3 separate regions of the Mus musculus genome follow, and all the other regions are linked to region 1. The links are chromatin contacts, called in public Hi-C and promoter capture Hi-C maps. All regions are on one chromosome and are shown on one strand. Each heading gives the region's core, a stretch centred on a gene start, on an enhancer-like site or on the middle of the called end of the contact. The rest is flanking DNA. Distances are from core to core; before and after follow the strand shown. Region 1 holds the start of Pamr1 (peptidase domain containing associated with muscle regeneration 1). Region 2 overlaps Ldlrad3 (low density lipoprotein receptor class A domain containing 3). Region 3 holds the start of Cd44 (CD44 antigen).

What was found. Promoter capture Hi-C pulls out the DNA fragments that hold promoters and counts their contacts. Hi-C and Micro-C count contacts between places; a contact is called where the count stands out from the background.
Region 2: a Hi-C map of uterus shows a contact between it and region 1. The contact joins the enhancer-like site here to the promoter of Pamr1 in region 1. A contact is called at or near these places in 4 of 39 promoter capture datasets (the 3T3-L1 cell line, cranial neural crest, hippocampal neurons and 1 more), 2 of 484 Hi-C or Micro-C datasets (cerebral cortex and uterus) and 1 of 115 datasets of contacts at active chromatin or transcription factors (trophoblast stem cells).
Region 3: a promoter capture Hi-C map of liver shows a contact between it and region 1, with 2.6 times the contacts expected there. The contact joins the promoter of Cd44 here to the promoter of Pamr1 in region 1. A contact is called at or near these places in 3 of 39 promoter capture datasets (hippocampal neurons, liver and stem cell-derived epiblast-like cells), 1 of 484 Hi-C or Micro-C datasets (embryonic stem cells) and 1 of 115 datasets of contacts at active chromatin or transcription factors (pancreatic cancer cells).

The regions. Positions count from the first base shown.
Region 1 is chr2:102,548,134-102,551,493 of GRCm38.p6, reverse strand. It overlaps Pamr1 (peptidase domain containing associated with muscle regeneration 1), which reads right to left and starts at 1,473. Exons shown (of 11, transcript NM_173749.4): 1 at 1,230-1,473. The coding sequence starts at 1,302.
Region 2 is chr2:102,092,721-102,096,080 of GRCm38.p6, reverse strand. All of the region lies in intron 2 of Ldlrad3 (low density lipoprotein receptor class A domain containing 3), which reads left to right. Among named protein-coding and RNA genes, the nearest start is that of Ldlrad3, 92 kb to the left of the region's middle. Within about 2 kb of position 1,605, at least 17 of the 459 cell types and tissues checked have an H3K27ac peak or open chromatin away from gene starts, as enhancers often do. A contact at or near this core is called in neural stem cells and uterus, where this site is marked.
Region 3 is chr2:102,900,126-102,903,485 of GRCm38.p6, reverse strand. Cd44 (CD44 antigen) reads left to right here and starts at 1,821. Exons shown (of 9, transcript NM_001039151.1): 1 at 1,821-2,218. The coding sequence starts at 2,140.

The sequences.
Region 1 (3,360 bases), core at 224-2,723:
TAAATCATTAAGGGAGATTTAGCTAAACACACTCGGGCTTCTGTACATGGAAATTATTAACCAAACATGGGAAGGGAAGTCTCATGTTTCTAGACTCTCTGTGTTGACACAAAGAGACGCCTCTGAAGGCTGTGGTCTCTCTTTCTGCAGCAGGCCAGTGCTCTACTCTCATGTCTTTCTTGGGCACTTGCCACCCACCTGCTAGAGCAAAGACCCCTCCTTTTGTACAAAACACAGGGTACTGCCAGCCAGTACAGAAAGGCTACAGGAAGGGATTGCCTTCTCCTAAGCAAAGTCACCCCTCTCAGGCAAATCGCAGCTGTGCTTGCTCATCTGGGAGGTTACCTTCTCTGCTTTCACCTCACCTCTCCCGCTCCACACCTCACACCTGTAGCCTCTAGCTTCACCTCCTTGCACCCCAACCCGTCAGCAGGGCTTCATTCACCTCACACCTCACCCTTGCCGCCACCCAAGACAGACAGACACACAGACACAGACAGAAGTCCCTGCTCCCTGCCTACTAAGATCCTCTTTTGAGACCTGTCATTGCCTGGCTTTGGCTCTGCAATCTGTCAAGAGGATGCCTAAAGTGCTGTCATGTCCCAATCTCTCTTGTGCCCGTAGGAGCCCATCCCCTATGAACTGTGGGTGACAAATACGCGACATGTGGGAAACAAAGGAGCCAGGACTCTTTCAAAACAAACGCTGTACACCCAGAAACAGACTGCCCATTTCTTCTAAGTTTCCCCAGGATGTGTGCTATTTTCTGAGCGAGCAGAGCTCCTGTACTGGGGGTCTGCTTTAAAGAGTTCCCACCTTACAGCTTTATCAAGCAGGGTTCATTGGAGAAACGCCCACCCAATCCCTGTTCTTCAACCCTGCGGGACTACTTTCCCAGGAAACTTTGACTTTGCAAATCAGAGCCAGTAACTCACAGGGAATGGGCTTCCCAGGGGAATGTGGTCCTTTAAAAAAAAAGATAGATAGATAGATAGATAGATAGATAGATAGATAGATAGATAGATAGATAGATAGATAGATAGCACAAGAGCTCTCTTCTTTAGCTTAGACATAGTTTAGTCCCACAATTAGGAATATCATCCTGTTCTTAAAGCGGACAACGGGAGCATCCAGCTCCCAGCCAGAAACCCCAGATTATCGCTGGAACAACCCCAACCTGTCCAGCTCCCCATCAGACCCCGCAAAGGGCTCCTGGTCACTAACAGTACCTCTTGGCAACGATGAGATGAGAAGGAGCTGCAGGAACACCAGCCCCAACTGCGCCCATCTGTCTAGCTCCATCGTTTCCCGTTGCTGTGTCGGTACCGAGTGACTGGAGGGGAGTGACTGGAGGGATGCCTAGGCGAGAACAGGGCAGCGGGCTCTGCTCTTGCCGGGACCTCCCCAAGCTCCAGCTGAAACAGAGCTCGGGTTTCAGCCCGCCGGGCTCTCCCACCCTCAGCTAGGGGAACCACCTTCGGCCAGAGCGACGTCAGCCCAAAGCTTTCCTCTTAACCCTTGAGAGGCCCGGGGAGTCGTGACCACGCCTGGAGGCCAGTGCACAGCGATCTACGGGGGACAGCGGGATACCAGAGCCCGCTCCTTCTCGCTGGACTTCCGTGATCAACCTTTGTTGATAGTGAAGGTAGAGATGTGTGGCAGGCAGCACTGACTGGGACCAGAAGTAGGAATGGCTGCGGGACCTCTCAGAGGAGGCTAGGGAGGATGCTCATTCAAACATCCCGCACCTGAGCTAGAAAGCTGAGAGGAGAAAGGAGGATTGGAGGCTGGGCTAGGAGGCTAGCATGGCACTGGGATGGGAGGCTGAGAGGGCAGGATGGTACTAGAACCTGAGATGAGAGGCTTATGGAAGAGGCTGAGAAAGGTGGCATGGAAGGCTGGAATGGGGGGCTGGGGCAGGTATTGGTTGTGGTCACCTAAATTAGGCAGACAGAGACAGATTAGAAGAGTGGCCTGGGGCCCAACAGAATGACAGAGCTGTTTACTGTTCAAGCACTAGGACCAGAGTTTATTTCCTGAAATCCATAGAAGGAGATACTCCTAAAAATTGCCACCCACCTCCATATAAGGCCGAGTATGCCCTCCCCCAACAGGCGATGGGAGGATAGAGTAAACCCACCTGCACTCCCCTCTCAACACTGCTCTACCTCCAAGCGCTTTCTTTCCCCTTTTCTGCTCTGAGCAACTGCACACACAGGCTACTGGGAAATCCTGATCTGAGTTCATGATGGTGGGGCAGCACAAGATACTCCCCAAGAGCATACAGGCAGGACCCGAGTGTCTCTATTCCACAAACAGGGAAAAGGAGTCCTTGAGAGTCTAAGGTCACACAAGTGAGGGGCACAGCTCTGAGGTTTGAGCCTATGATTATCAGATCCACAGACGGTAGTCCTAATCACTATGGTGTACAGCTTCAAAGGTGATACCCACATAAAAGTAAGTTTAACCATTAGTCAAGACGTACAATCGGTAGCGTTTTCTATAAATTCTGGAATCAAAAAGATTCAGATTTTAAGTCACTTGCATGAAATCACTGAGCTACGAATGGCAAAGCATAATATACTTGAGTCTAATTTAGACCTGGGACTTTGGGATGTGCCAATATTAGTTTGTGATGTTAGATTAAAACTCAAAGTTATGAGGCGTGGATGATTCTTCAGGGCTAGTGAGAAAAGTAATATCTCCATCCACGGAGGAGAATAATGAGAACTTTCTAGAAAGAAGGTTGAACCTGACCAGTGCCCTTGAGAAACAATGCATATATATGAATTAGTCTCTAAATTGTACTTATTCATTTTGCTCAAAGTATGTATGGCAAAGTTAACCAACAAAATGCACTTTAAATTGTTTAGGTAGATGATGGATGGATGGATGGATGGATGGATGGATGGATGGATGGCACACAGTTAAGTGACATATGACAGATACATACTTGTGGACTGATAAGTGATAGATAGGTAGATAGATAGATAGATAGATAGATAGATAGATAGATAGATAGATAGATGGATGCACATATACAAATTGAGTGATGGTAAGTAATTGAAAGAAAGAGTGGGAGAGAACCCATTGAAGAGAATTGTGTGGAGTTTGGCAATGAGCAAGAACATAATGTGAGTGTGACAGGGTTTCTAAATTTTATCCTCTAGGTTTTGGGGTGCTTTGATGATTTCGAAAAGTAAAATCCCAAGAAGACTATCTCCCTAGACTACTCATGAAGGCCTGAAGCAGAGAGAAAACCATGGAATTGGAAGGGACAAGATGATATAGACAATTTGAGGAAGGTTGAACACCAGCTCTCAGGAAAGTTTGGAAAGACAGGAACCATGACACAGGCCT
Region 2 (3,360 bases), core at 356-2,855, 460 kb after region 1:
GATTCCAAAGACCGCGCCAGGATTGTCTCTTGCTGGAACAGAACTCAAGTTCAACTCACTGAGCACAGGTGGTACTCAAGACATTTGTTCTTTATAATGAGCCCCCGTCTGCTTTCAGAGTAGCAGTGGGTTTGCAGGGCTGATGAGTTACCTGTTAGTAGACACTTCTTGGCTCCTAACTGCATCAGGTCCTACTTGGCTCCAATCTGGCAGTGTGGCTGGGTCAGTGTCTCCACTTGTGGTGGGAAATGGGAAGCTGTTGACACTGTGGGTGATGCAGTGCGCGTGGCCGTCAGCCTGAGGAGCTACAGTACCAGTGCTTTGACATCAGAGAGACTAGGGGACAGCTACAGGATCCTCTTCATGAGACCAGGAAGAGATGATCTCAGACAGGCCCATCCTTGGTACAGATAGGTTGTGTCATTAAGATCCCTCTTCAAGGCTTGGAACATGAGTCTGCCGGTAAAATGCTTGCTAAGCAACCCTCACCACTCAGCATACATGTAAAGTTAGGCTAACCAGCTGATAGACTCTCTAGGTTCAGAGAGAGAGGGAGGGGGGAGAAAAGGAGGGAGAGAGAGAGAGAGAGAGAGAGAGAGAGAGAGAGAGAGAGAGAGAGAGAATCTCAAAACATAGAGGCAGAAGACGCCTGATGTTGAGCTCTACCTTGTGTGATGCGCGCGCACACACACACACACACACACACACACACACACCACTCCCCCAACCAACCTCCCTGGTGCAGGGGTGGGCATCTCTCTTTAGTGCCCTGCCCAAGTTTTCAGTATTAGGTGGCTATGCCTTTCATAATTCAAGAGGCTCCCAGAAGAAGCTGTGACTCTTTATGGGGAATCATTTCATCATTAAAGCTTATGTCTACCCAGACAGTGAAGGACCAGGTTCTTGCTCTGCCCTTCACCCCCCTCCCCTCCTTGCAAGGCATGGTTGAGAAGAAAACATCAGCTGCACATTGAATAATCGTGCTGCGATGCAACTCTCACCTTGGCGCATGTGAACGACCGAGAAAACAATGCCCGCTTTCCTTGGGCTCTCTAGTTAATATCCCTTGGTCTTGTGCCAGCCTCTCCCTCGACTTCTACATTTCAGAAGTATTTTGTTTTCCATTGCCGACAGGAGGAGTACAAAGGCAGATGGTGTCATCACCTAATTTGTTAATTCTGCCAGACTTTCTTCTCCTGCCAATCAGCAGTCATCCTTACCGGCTCATGTTTAAGGACAGCCTTGAGGAAAATTACAGAGGAGCAGTGTCCTGTTTACCCTGCGAATGAATGCCGAGGGCTTGGGTAAAATCAGAACAAAACAAACAATTTAAAAGCAGCACAGTGGCTCTGAGTGAATTCAAGGGTGGGCAGCGAGGCCGCTGCAGAGGAGCAGCAGGGGAGCCCTGGCTTGCTGTTCTTGACCCTGCCTAGAACTTAGCATGGGGTATTTCTTTCTGAGCCTTCCTTCCCTTCTAAAGTAGAAACGTGCCCTCCAGCACCTTCCCTGGAATACTGATTATTTACAGGATTGACATCATGCAGTTCTTTGAATTCTCTCCTGGCTTCAGAACAGAACTGTGTAAAACAGCAACAGAAACTGTGGTGAAGGAATGTGAGCCACATGTGGGCCACTGCTGGGGCCGCATCGGGGTCAGTGGATGCTTGCCTTGCAGATGTGAGGATGTGAGTTCATTTCCCTGGAGCCCTTGCTTTTTGTTTTGTTTGTTTTGTTTAGTCTTCTGAGAGAGAGACAGAGACAGACACAGAGACAGAGACAGACACAGAGAGAGAGAGAGAGAGAGAGAGAGACAGAGAGAGACAAGAGACAGAGACCCTGGTGTGGTAATCCTACCACTAGAGAGATGGTGTCTTAATTAGGGTTTTACCACTGTGAGCAGACACCGTGACCAAGGCAACTCTTAAAAAGATGTTTAATTGGAGCTGGCTTACAGAATCAGAGGTTCATGCAATATCCAGGCAGGCATGGTGCAGGAGGAGGTGAGAGTTCTACATCTTCATTTGAAGGCGGGTAGAAGACCCTAGGCAGCTAGAATGAGGATTTTTGTTTGTTTGTTATTGTTTTTGTTTTTTGTTTTTTTTCGAGACAGGGTTTCTCTGTATAGCCCTGGCTGTCCTGGAACTCACTCTGTAGACCAGGCTGGCCTCGAACTCAGAAATCCACCGGCCATGCTCCAGCACTGCCTGGCGAGAATGAGGGTCTTAAAGCCCATGCCCACAGTGACACACCTACTCCAATAGGGCCACACCTTCTAATCGTGCCACTCCCTGGGCCGAGCATATACAAACCATCACAGATGGTAGTTGAGTGGATGCCTGTGATTTTCTTGCCAGCCATCCTAAACTACTTGGCAATATCCAGGACAGTGAGAGACCCTTAAACAAACAAAACAAGGTGACCAGTACCTTAGAAATAATAGCTGAGGTTATCTTCTGGCCTCCACACACATGTGCACACCTACCAACACATGCATGCACATGCACATTCATGATCACTTATACACACACACAGAATATGGGCCTGGTGTTCATGCTTGTATTTCTAGCACTCCAGATGCTGAGGCAGGAGAATTGCAAGTTGGAGGCTAGCCTGGGTTACATAACAAGTTCCAGACTCCATTGGGCTTCCAAGTGGGAACCTGTTTTAAAAGACAATCAATCAAAACACAAACAAAATAATGTGGATAGGTGGTTGGGTGGGTGGTTATGTTGATGATGGATGGGTATAGGTAAATGAAGGAGTCAGTGCATGGGTTGATGAGTGCATGGGTCTATTTTCAAACCATTGGTGGGAGGGAGGGATGGATGGATGATGGATAGATGGATGGATTAACTGATTGGTGAGTGGGTTAATGCATGTTTAGGTAGATTGATGGATAGATTTGTCTTGGTACATAAAAAGAGGAATACCTCACTCTGTAGCCATTCCTTCCCAGAAATCTTTGTCCCCTCTCTTCCCCGGCAGGTAGACCTTCTTTCCTCCAGTTCACATAGAACTGTGTGTTTCTACCTATGACTTGTCAGCATCAGATGCAATAAAGGCCATGGGTGTTTGCTTTCTAGGGCCATTAGATGTTTTCAGACAGCCAGCAAAAGGCCTGAATTTATCTTGCTCAGTTTTCCCAGCAACAAGCACAGTGCGCTCCCAGCATAGCGTATATTTGCTGAGTGACCCCATCGAGGAAGAAAGACTTTGGAAATGCACGGACAACGTGTCCTGCTCTCTCGTGGCCGCTTTCTCGGCTAGGCTTTTCCTAACAGGTAGCCAGATAGGGTTGCTAAAGAGCAGCAGGGTTCCTTCCATCTGCCGCATGCACACACAGAGATACAACCACATACA
Region 3 (3,360 bases), core at 572-3,071, 350 kb before region 1:
AGACAGACAGAGACAGACAGACAGAGACAGACAGAGACAGACAGAGACAGACAGAGACAGACAGAGACAGACAGAGATCCTTCTCAGCAGATCACTTTCAGAAAACCCAAGCTTCATATGCAACCTTCAGAAGATGAATTCCCTTATGTAAAATGGCTCAGTATTTACATATAACCCACACATATTCTTCTAATCGCTGCTGCATATTTGTAGTACCTAACAAAGTGGAATGTCGTGTATTATATATGTGATACATAGCAGTTAAGTTGTGTGGTTCACAAAATAGTCAAAAGCAAAAAGCTTGTAGATACTCGGAACAAATGCAATTCTTACGAATACTTTTAGTCTATACACAGAAAAAGCTGGCTGAAAAATAAAATGATTATTTTTAATCATTTTAACAGTTATTAATTGTGTGTATGTGGCAGGCCTGTGACAGGTAGAGGACAACTTGCCTAAGGCACCATGTGGGTTCCAAGGATCTAACTTGTCCCATGCTTGGCAGCAAGCACTTTATCACTGTGCCATCTTCCCAGTCCTAGCTGTAGTTTGCAGTATATTTTATACTGCAGCAGCCACTGGCTTGTGTGGGAGCTAGTGCCTAGACCAAACCAGGATTGCTTCTCTTGAAACCCTCTGGCACTCATTACGTGCTTGATGAATAAATGGATGGACAGGTGGCTGTGTACATTTCTCTCACTTTCTCAGTTTCTTTCAGTAAATCCCAAAATATCATTTTCCTTCAGAAATTCTGGCATGATTCATTCCGGGTCCTGCCCTGGCCATGCCTTCTGTGTTTCTCATTCAGCAAGAAGTCCACTCAGATTTAGTTCACATTAAAAATAAACAGAGCTTTTGATATCCAAATTGCAACTTGCAGGGTATTAGAGAAGATAGGGAATTGCAATTTTACATACGATTTTCCCCGATTTTCAGCCTTGAGATTTCTCCCTTGAAGACTATGGCAAATGTGCATCCCTCTTTGAAATGTATCAAGATGTAAAGGGGAATTTGAATGTATTAAAGTTTGCAGCAAAGAGAATATAAAATGTAAACAAGAAAGAACAGTTAAATGTGTGAGTGGATATGGGGATGGGTAGAATGAGAGACGGGAACCATGTATGTGCGTCGGGATGGATAGGAAATATGATGAACAGATATGAGCTGAGGAGGGGTGTGAAAAGGATTGAAAAGTTGTGCAGGTGGGCGAATACAAGAATTGGTGGGCAGGTGTAGTATGGCTAGATTAGTGCATTTGCAGAAGGAAGATGGGTGGACAGAGGAATGGATGGGTGGATTGTGAGTCCGAGAAGGATTTAAGAAATTGGTAGATATTTTGAGAGCATGAATGAAATGTGTTGAGCACCCTTGGGTTTTCCCCGGATCAAAGATCAGATGAGCGGTTTGGACTTCTCTCAGAGGGAAAGAGGAAAGAACACTCCCACAAGTTCCCCACTTTTCAGTCCCCACCCTGGCCAGGAAAGCACTCTCCACTAGGATGGATCTCTCCCTCTCCCTCTCTCTCTCTCTCTCTCTCTCTCTCTCTCTCTCTCCCTTCAGCCTCTTTCTTTCTTCAGTTCCTCCCTAAGATAAGTCCAGCTTCCTCAGCTTCCTGGGAAAACCAGTCTTTCCCTAGCCAGGTTCCCAAGTTTAGTGGCAAAGGAGAAACTGGAAGATTTAACTGAGAGGGGCGAGGTCTTAGAACTCAGTCATTCTCCTTGTCCCAGGCAGCGCTTCTCATAGGCTGGTAGGCTGGGCCAGGGTAGGAAGCCTGTGGAGTGGCCCTGGAGAACGTGGGCGCACGGGGGCTGGGGGGGGGAGGGGGGCGGCCATTCTCTTCTGTCCAAGAGAGCAGGGCAGGAGTGCAGGGGCAGTAGCGAAAGCAGGCTGGTGTGTCTTTAAACTTCCGTTGGCTGCTTAGTCACAGCCCCCTCGCTTTGGGTGTGTCCTTCGCGCGCTCCCTCCCTCTTAGGTCACTCACTCTTTCAAAGCCTGGAATAAAAACCACAGCCAACTTCCGAAGCGGTCTCATTGCCCAGCAGCCCCCAGCCAGTGACAGGTTCCATTCACCCTCGTTGCCCTTCTCCCCACGACCCTTTTCCAGAGGCGACTAGATCCCTCCGTTTCATCCAGCACGCCATGGACAAGTTTTGGTGGCACACAGCTTGGGGACTTTGCCTCTTGCAGTTGAGCCTGGCACATCCACATCAGCAGATCGGTGAGTGGCCCGCCACCGCGCCTGAGGACTCCAGCTGGATGCCTCTGGGTTGAATCGCCCTGGGGAGGGACTGTAGTGAATTGGGCTAGCAAAGCAAAGCTGGGATTTGGGGCTATGCTATTGGAAAGAGTTTACGCCTGGGAAGTGCTGCTTTGGTGAAAGGAAAAGAGAAAGGGAGAAGAAAGTTTGCTGGGCAAGTTGCCCGCAGATTTTGGGCGAGGTCCCCATGCTTGCTGGAGCACATGGCTCAAAAGTAACTGTACTCTTGGATGCCCGCAGCCTCTGTCCCGACTAACAGGCTCTGGTGCTCAAGGGCTCCCCAAGCCTGGCTAACTGTGGCTAGGCAGGTAGAGGCAGACACTGGAACAGACCTGTAGAGCACTCCCCAAGGTGTGCACATAGCTACAGGCCAGAGATTGGGCAATGAGCTTTTCAGAAAGGAGCCTTGAAAAGCTGAAGACAGTGGGTCCCAGCTTTGACTAGTTTTCGGGGCTCTTAAAGTCAGCTTTGGTCACCAACGGCTTTATTTTAGCTTGTGGGAGTTTGAACTGGTTTGTGTGAGGCTCTGAGTGGCCTAAAGGTTCCAACATGGACCAAGGAGGACACATAACCGGAGCAATAATTCGACCAGCCGCGCAGTGCTTGCAGTCTAGGCAAAGTCAAACAGCAACAGGGTTCATATTTGCTGCCTGGCAGCCTCAGAGCAGGAGGGGACCTGTATCAGGGTAACCTGTGAACTTTAGCGCAGTCCCTAATATCCCATCTAAATGTGGTTGGTGACTTTGGTGGCTGTGGAGAGGAGGAGCTTGGGCCAAATATCCAGTATGGCTCATTTTCAAGCGTCCCCCCTCCTTTATCTATATATGAACAGATAATTCCACGAAGGCTTTGGTTATCATCAGCATAGTTAAATTTTCTTTGAAGAAGTGCCAGCTAGGTCATTAAGTCAGCTCAGACTTCAGTGAGTTCCTCTCAACAAGAATTACTAAATCCAGTTCTGGGGGTAAGGGGTGCCAAACTGGGTTTTTTTTTCTTTTTAGACATGGTACGTTGGGATTAGAAAATCGCACCTCCATTGTTGAATGTTAAATTTTGAATGCTGATGCAGAAGTAATGCAAATAATAATTGCAGTAGGACACTA